Regions from separate parts of the Rattus norvegicus genome. Here region 1 is linked to region 2. Evidence: chromatin contacts called from public Hi-C data. All regions are on one chromosome and are shown on one strand. The core of a region is the stretch at or near the end of the contact, and the rest is flanking DNA. Distances in the headings are between cores, read along the strand shown.

Region 1 (3,981 bases), core at 601-3,100, 54 kb before region 2:
GCTTAATAACGGATCTCCTCAAATTTGATTTGTGCTTGGAAATTGATGTTAGTGTGTGATCTGTGCCTGACCCAGAGCCCAGAGGGAACACCCCGAAATACATGGGTCCCATCAATCCTCAACTCCCAAGAGCTGACTTTCCTGAGGCCTCTCATCCCTTGAAGTCCAATGGGGAATGGGTATACCTCACACTCTGGAGGCATAGCTCTTAGCCAGAGGGGTTCAAACAGCAGTAGGACCAGGGGGCCAGGCTACGGCATAATCAGATCTACAGCCATGGGAACTCCTGGTTCCTAAAACATAAAAATATTTTGGCCAAGTGACGTGGAACCCAACTATAATCCAACAAACAGTCAGGAGGCTGAAGCAGGACAGACCTCCAGTTATAGGTCAGCCTGGGCTATGTGGGGCTTTCTAGCCTGACTGAAAGTAATTTGTCACAACCCATCACTGAAGGAAGTCAGAACAGGAACTCAAGGCAGAGTCATGGATCAGTGTCCCTAGCTCGTGCTAGCTAGCTTTCTTATATAGCCTAGGCACACCACCATTGACACAGTGAGAGGCTGAAGCCTCTCAGTCATCAATCACACAGTCCCTCACAGACGTGGCCAGAGTTGTCTGACCTGGGCAATCACACAACTGAGTCTCCTCAGATGATTCTAAGCAGTCTCAGGTTGTTGGCTGAAGCTAACTAGGACATCTGGAGACCCTTTATCAAAACCAACAAAACCTGCCTCCAAGTAAATAAGAGAAACTGAGTAGAATACAAAACAAGATAGCAAGATAGAGCTTAAAAAAAAAAAAAAAAAAGACAACTGATGACTTTGTAACTCCCGATTAACCTGGGGACCAGAGATGTTATGGATTCTGAAATGTGCTTGACAGCGGGTTTGCTCATTGTTGGATTTAGTTTTTTATCCCTTCCAGGGTCTACCAAAAGCAGATTCTGAAAACAGCGCTTCTGCCCAGGGATAGGTAACAAAGTAACAAAGTTCAAAGGAGGAAGATAAAGTAACCAGTTGGGAAACAATACTGTCTCCGGGAAAAAGAGACAGTGTGAGGGTCCCGCGTGGGGATTAGCATCAATGGGGTGCAAACCCTAAGGCTTGCCCTAGAGTTCTCTAATATTCTGTGGCGTGAACAGCCATTCCCTGTTAGCTGTCTCAGACCAACAAGAGGTCTTGATGCCCAGCTTCCAGCACAGGTCGGATACAGTGAGCATACAGGCTTCGGGAAGGTATGAAGGCTGATCTAAGCTGTGGGGAGAAGCCTGAGTTTATTCCTTGCTCTCCACCCTCAAGAGACTGCTTGTCTTCTCTCCGCAGATGATCTCATGAGAAGACCGGACAAGTACACGAGTGAATAGGTCGCTCAGCAGACTGTGACTGTTCCACATCGGAGCCCAGCTTCAGCAATTTCCACATCGGTGTTTGAGTTGGCGTCTCCTTGGCCGGAAGCTCGCGTGGGAGGGACACGCGGCCCACGACCAACTCCCCAAAGGTAGGACAAGTCTTGGAGGGAGAAGAGCAGTGCTCCCTGCCTCCAGGCGGGCTTTTTAGGATAGCCCGCCGGCGCCAGCTGAGCTCCTCCGTCCCCCGCCCAGCGGAGAAGGCGGGTCAATTCCGAGCGATAAGCCAATAGACAGCCAGGGTTTGAATTCGCGTCCTGATGTAACCAATCACAATTGCCCAGAACCTGCGGGGCAGGAGAGGCTGGTGATCTGGGGGGCGTAACCCTGTGGTCCTACCAGTAGGAGCTCCCGGCGCGTTTGAAAACGGGGCGGGGGTGGGGTCCGCGCCTGCGTGAGGCGCTCCGTGCACTTGCCCCAGGCGCGGGCGCGCTTGAGAGCGGTCTAAGGCGGCAGTGGTGGGAGCTCGGCGATGGGGAGCGGCGGTGGTGAGTGCTGGCGGGAGCCGGGCAGGCGATGGGTCACACGGAACAGAGACCGGAGGAGAACGGACTCGGGCCCCTATGACCGGGGAGGGCGCGTCGCATCCCCCAAAGCACGGGGTAGGCGCGGATCCCCGACTGCGAGCCCGCCCGCGCGGTTTAAATGCCCGCCCGGCGCCTATGCCTTATGCCTCTCCTGTTAACCTCGGGCCATTTAGGTTCTCTGCCCAGCAAACTACGATTTCACTTACCTGTGAAGTCGTGGGCGATCCCCGTGATATAGATCGATCTCAGATCTTGTCCGGACTCTCGCGGGCGGCTTGATCACCTGAGGCAACAGGATCTAACCCTGTGGAAGAAGTCTCAGGACCAGGGGGTGCGATTACACTTGTTAGAGTGGTTAAACACGTCCAGTTGTCTGCTCTAGAGCAAATGAATCAAAAAACTGTTATGATAATATTCTTAGAATGTTTGGGAATTGTAGCTCTCTGCGTATGCATTTGACTTTTGCTGTACATTTGGTTTCCAATAAGACTCAGGTGAAGAGTTTGGGAATGGACAGTCTCTTAGAGACCTCTTGATGGAAAGCTTTATTAAGGCCCTGGGAACAGCCAGCCACTTTGCCTCAGTGTGAGGAGGAAAAATAAAAATCGGTAGAAAGATAGGTGCAGTTATAGACAGGGAGGCTGGACCTTAGGGACCATGAAAGGAGTTGTGTGGGGGCCTTTTGTGTAATAAAGGAAAAAGCCATCGACATTGAATGAAGAATGGACTGCTGAAGTAAATATTGGAACAACCCACTGTGGGAGAAGGAAGGGAGCTCCTCCAAAGAGCATAAATGGGCCCAGTTGCTGTGTGCCTCAGTTCTCAATATGTGGGGCATAACCCCTTTGGGGCATCAAACGACCTATTCACAGGAGTCACATGTCAGACATCCTGTATATCAGATATTTACATTAGGATTCATAAGTCTAGCAAAATTATGGTTATGAAGTAGCCATGAAGTTATTTTATGGTTGGGGAGGTCACCGAAGCACAAGGAAATAACTGTATTAAAGGGTCTGCAGCGATTGGAAGGTTGAGAACCACCTGTCTAGGTCTTATGTTGTGATTTTCACTGTAGGCTGGGTGTGGCAGACCCCTGGGTTTGGGGACTGGGCAGCTCAGACCATCTGCCAAGCTGAGATCTGCTCTGGGACTCCATGGTCTCCAGAATTGCCTGCTGATTTGAGTTCCCAGTCCCTTGGTCCATACTCAATGGTATACTTTTAGTCATACCCACATATAAGCAGTGTAACCTGGCCATGGTGGCTAACACTTAAAATTCAGTACTTGGCAGGTAGAAGTAGGGAGGACCAGGATTCAAAGACAGCCTCAGCTACATTAGTGAATTTTAGGCCAGCCTGAGTCACAGAGGACTCCATCTTAAGCAGACACATACAGCAAAAGTCCGAGGGATCTTAACTGACTGGTTGCGAGCCAGCCTTCACTGCTGTGCCATTTCTCGGTCCCCAAGGTACTTTCTTTTTTCTTTCAAGATTTATTTATTATGTGTACAGTATTCTGCCTGCATAATTCTGGGCTGTATACCTGCAGCCTAGAAGAGAGCACCAGATCCCATTACAGATGGTTGTGAGCCACCATGTGGTTGCTGGGAATTGAACTCGGGACCTCTGGAAGAGCAGTCAGTGCTCTTAACCGCTGAGCCATCTCTCCAGACCCCTAAAGTACTTTCTTGAGTGCAGTTCAAGGAAGACATCGTGGTTGTTCATCTACGTTGGCTGCTTTTCTCCAGTTCTGGCTGTCACATAGGTCAGAACGTTTCCAGCATTCCAGTTACATGTTACCTCATATTCCCCCTGAATACTTACTGGCTATAAAAGGAATGGGGAGATGATAAGTAATCTATGTGGTACCCTTTATTTAATTTTGAGACTAGTCTCGTGTGAGAATGGAGGGCGGTAACTATTAAATCATCTTCAGATACAACTCTTTACCTCAGCAAGGCTTGTGAATTGTTTTCCCTTAGTGATCCACTGTAGGTGTGCCAAGTGTTTCTGTTATCCTACGAAGCGAAGAATCAAAAGAAGA
Region 2 (3,994 bases), core at 298-2,797:
CATACCATCAGCACTGTAGGAAACCTGCTGGGCTCTGCCCAAAGCTGTCTCTGAGGAATCCCATGGCCTACTAATAGCCCTTCCCCCCACCCACTCAGCTGGACTAGACCCTCCTTCCTCCCTGACACCTCATCACCTGACACAGACATCAGGGTGGTTTCTAACTCTAGATCTAGAGTGTCGCATGTTTAACCTCTCCTGCTTCTCACTTCACACCAGCTCCCCCATGCCCACCAAAGACTCCCCAACTTAGTGGTGCCTCCCCCACCTTTCTTCCCGCCATGCTGTCCCTCAGTACTTTGTCTTCACCCACCCCACCCCATCAGCACCCCATCTTTATAGATTTGAGGTATTTATGGTTGTGGGTCTCTGGGGCCATCAGGGCTCTAAACTAAAGGTTTGTGGAATGAATAAAAGTTTGGAGCAAAGGGAGTTATTACTGTTGTTGGCTCCTCCATTGCTTGTGACAAAGACACTTAGCTAGGAAGGGAGGCCCAGTGTGCAGGTGTGTTACAGGGTAATCCTCAAGGCGCAGTCTGTATGTCACATGATAAGGAGTTTGTTTTCAAATCTACCTGTTTGGAAAAAGAGGTGAGAAGTGCAGTCTCATGACTAAAGCCGTGTTTGGGGACAGCCTGGTGGTGTTGGAAAGGGACCTGACCTTGCTGAGAAAGGAGCTAGGGCAGAGCTGACTGTGAAGAGGCCCGGATCTCAGGAGGACAGTGACAGCGTGGAAGGCCCACAGGCCTTAAGATTTCAGCAGATTGGCCATTCCTCCTGTGCAGGGGGCTCTCCAGTCCCTCCTCTGTCCATTCATCTGATGTGGAGTGGTCCTTTGCCGTCAGGCTGCCCCTTGACTGAACAGGATGGATTGTGAAGCCACATCTTTGGCAGGCAGCCTCTGTGGCTGAAGCTGGGGTGAGGTGAGGCCTCTGGTGTGAAGGCGCCAACCACTCGGTCCCTATCCAGGATGGGGCTCATTTGTCCCCACGCTCCCTTTTCCTCCTTCCCACCTGCCTTCGTTATGTTTCTACTGCTGTGATAAGACACGAACACCAACGCAACTCACAGGAGAAAGAGTCTGTTTCAGGTGAATTCGTGACCATCATGGTGGGGAGCATGGTGGCAGGCATGGCACTGGGGCAGAGACCTTACATGTGATCCACAATCATGAAGGAGAGAGAGAGAGAGAGAGAGAGAGAGAGAGAGAGAGAGAGAGAGAGAACCTAATAAGAGAGCTAGCCAACTAGGAATGGTGGGGACCTAGCCCAGTGACACACCTCCTCCAACGAAGCCACACCTCCTAATCCTTCCCAAACAGTTCTACCAGCTGAGGACCAAGTATTCAAACACGAGCCTATGGTCTGTTCTTATTCAAACTACCACCCAGCTCCACGTCCTGCCAGAGGCCTGCCGGGACGCCACTCATGGTGTGTCAGTGAAGCCAGTCCTGATGAGCATGATTCCGTTTCAGCCCGCTCTTCTGTGGGCAAAGGGCAGAACAAAGACTTTACTGTAGATGAGAGAGTTTGACTTTCTCTGTGACATCTGAGGCTTCCCTGATCTTTGGTCTTACCCTTGGCAAACCCAGGCCAGTGCCCTGTGTTGCAGGCATCTCCTGGGCAATGCCATCCGATCAGGAACATAACATTTTGGGGAACTAAAGAGTATTTCTTTCCACATGTTTGTTTGTTTGTTTTCTTTAAAATAGACACTTCCCATCTTCAGTTACCTTAACCTTTCAAATAGTCTCCATGCTGGTGAAGAAAAGGCTATAGACATCAGGAGAGGATTGTGAGTGGGGACAGAAGCAACTCATGGCAGGAAGGGGAAGTGAAGCTGTTTAAAGAGGCAGTTGTATGTGTGTGGTGGGGGAGGGGACACCACAGAACTCAAGCTCTGGCCCCATTGCCTGTGGGAGAACTACAACTGTCTTCAGGAATGACCACTGGGATACCTCTTCCAGAGGCCCCTGCGTATCAAGTGCCAGGCCTAAGACTGAGTGCAGCCTCAGAAGAGAAGTGCAGGTGTCTCCTGAGGGAGTACTGTCTTTAAACACTTTCAGTTCTGGGCTGGAGAGAAGGCTCAGTGGTTAAGAGCACTGACTGCTCTTCCAGAGGTCCTGAGTTCAATTCCCAGCAACCACATGGTGGTTCACAACCATCTGTAGTGAGATCTGATGCCCTTTTCTGGTGTGTCTGAAGGCAGCTAAATAAATCTTTGAAAGAAAGAAAGAAAGGCAGAAAGAAAGAAAAAAACAGTTTCAGTTCAACCTCACAGCAGAAACCTCTGTTAGACCATGGCCTTCCCTGCCCCGCCGCCCATTCTTAGCATAAACCCGGGCACCATCTGTGTGCCCATGTTCTGCCTCACTCCAGCCGTACTGCTTCTGGCGTTGGCTGTACATTCTGGCCACACATTTTCTCCTTGGAGCTTGCCCTCCTCAGGGTGTACCTGCCCTCCTCACACTATCCCCAACACAGCTCAGCTCCTCTCCCAGCTGCGGCAGTCCCATTACCCCAGTTCAGATGTCATCTCTCGGGAGGCGCTCACACCTGGACCCTCAGTAAAGTAGCCATTACCCTACAGACCCACTATATGGAGACCCTACTGTCTGAAACTGTCACCAGCTGTCACTCCATACATCTAACAGGTGTCGGGTAACATTTTTCCTGCTCTCTGGGAATTACTTCTAAGACCCAGAGCTGAGGGCCCGAGGCAATGAATGCCTCCCTTTCCAAACACGTAGAACTGGAGGAGAGGGGACCAGCCTAGGGTGCCAAATAGCTCTTCTCTGTTGAGAACTTGAGGGTGCAGAGAGGGACTTTAAGACAATGCAGTGCAGTGTCTGTGCTGACAAATCACAACCCCAGCCCTCAGGCTGAGGGAAAGTGGCCTCTGAAGAGCAGTGCTCACAGTGGCAGCGCCTGCCCAGGGTCTGCGGCTGCTGTGTCACCCTAAGGTCACCCCACCCAGCGAGCCCAGAGGCAGTGCTCAACTCAGAGTTGTTACTGAGCGCCAGTGTCTCTAAGGGTAGGTGTTCCACAGAGCCACTGCGGAACACCTTGGCCCAAGGAGCTAAATCTGGACTTGGAAGCCAGGCCCGCCTGATTTCCCAGTCCTCTCGCTAGCCTCATTTGTACCTGCTCCCCCCTCTCCTTGACCACGTCACACAATGTCTGTCTGAGGAGTGTGGTCTGTAAGTCTGTGTGACAACAGCCCACCAGCAGATAGACTGACAGAGAAAGAGTCAGGTTATCTAAGGGGGTTGGGGATTTAGCTCAGTGGTAGAGCGCTTGCCTAGGAAGCGCAAGGCCCTGGGTTCAGTCCCCAGCTCCGAAAAAAAAAAGAACCAAAAAAAAAAAAAAAAAAAAAAAGAGTCAGGTTATCTAGACGGCCTCATCCCCTTGGGCCTGGGTGAGCTCAGGGAGGACATCATGTACTTAGCATGCAAGAGAACCTAGGTTGGATCTTAGCCTTGAAAAGAAAAAGTGGAACGAGCCTGGCGTAGTAACACGCCTGTGATCTCAGCTCTCCTGAGGAGGAAGCAGCTCAAGGTCACCCTGGGCTAAGTTCCAGGCGAGCTTGGTGTACCTGAGAACCTGTCTCAAAAGTGAAAGAAGAGGTCAGGTGCGGTGGTGCTCACTTTAAGCTCCGTGCTCTGGAGGCAGAGGCAGGCTTGTTTCTGAGTCTGAAGCCAGCCTGCTGGCTTACGTAGTGAGTTCAGGCCCTCCAGGGTCTCAAAGCTTGGGGGGGGGGGGCTGGTTTATTTCATGTTTTTGATGAATTTCCTGCCTTTGTCACTCCCCCATTTTAATGACCAATCTATAGAAAATGTGGCTCAGTTGTAATATGTGTGTAAATGTAAGAAAAGGTTTTAAAGGCCATTTCCCACAGCAGTAGTGGTAGCCGGCTCTCAGTTGACGGAGCTGGGACTAGAGTGATGATCTGAGCAGTACTCTCAAGCTTTGCTCTGTAATCTGGTCTTAGCTGA

The links. A called contact is a pair of places that touch in the nucleus more often than the background predicts.
Region 1: a contact with region 2 is called in a Hi-C map of liver, with 2.4 times the contacts expected there. The contact joins the promoter of Ccnf here to the enhancer-like site in region 2. A contact is called at or near these places in 3 of 12 Hi-C or Micro-C datasets (hepatocytes and liver).

The regions. Positions count from the first base shown.
Region 1 is chr10:13,781,538-13,785,518 of GRCr8, reverse strand. Ccnf (cyclin F) reads left to right here and starts at 1,850. Exons shown (of 17, transcript NM_001100474.1): 1 at 1,850-1,896; 2 at 3,920-3,981. The coding sequence starts at 1,881.
Region 2 is chr10:13,727,559-13,731,552 of GRCr8, reverse strand. All of the region lies in intron 1 of Tbc1d24 (TBC1 domain family, member 24), which reads left to right. Among named protein-coding and RNA genes, the nearest start is that of Tbc1d24, 11 kb to the left of the region's middle. Within about 2 kb of position 1,547, at least 3 of the 93 cell types and tissues checked have an H3K27ac peak or open chromatin away from gene starts, as enhancers often do. A contact at or near this core is called in liver, where this site is marked.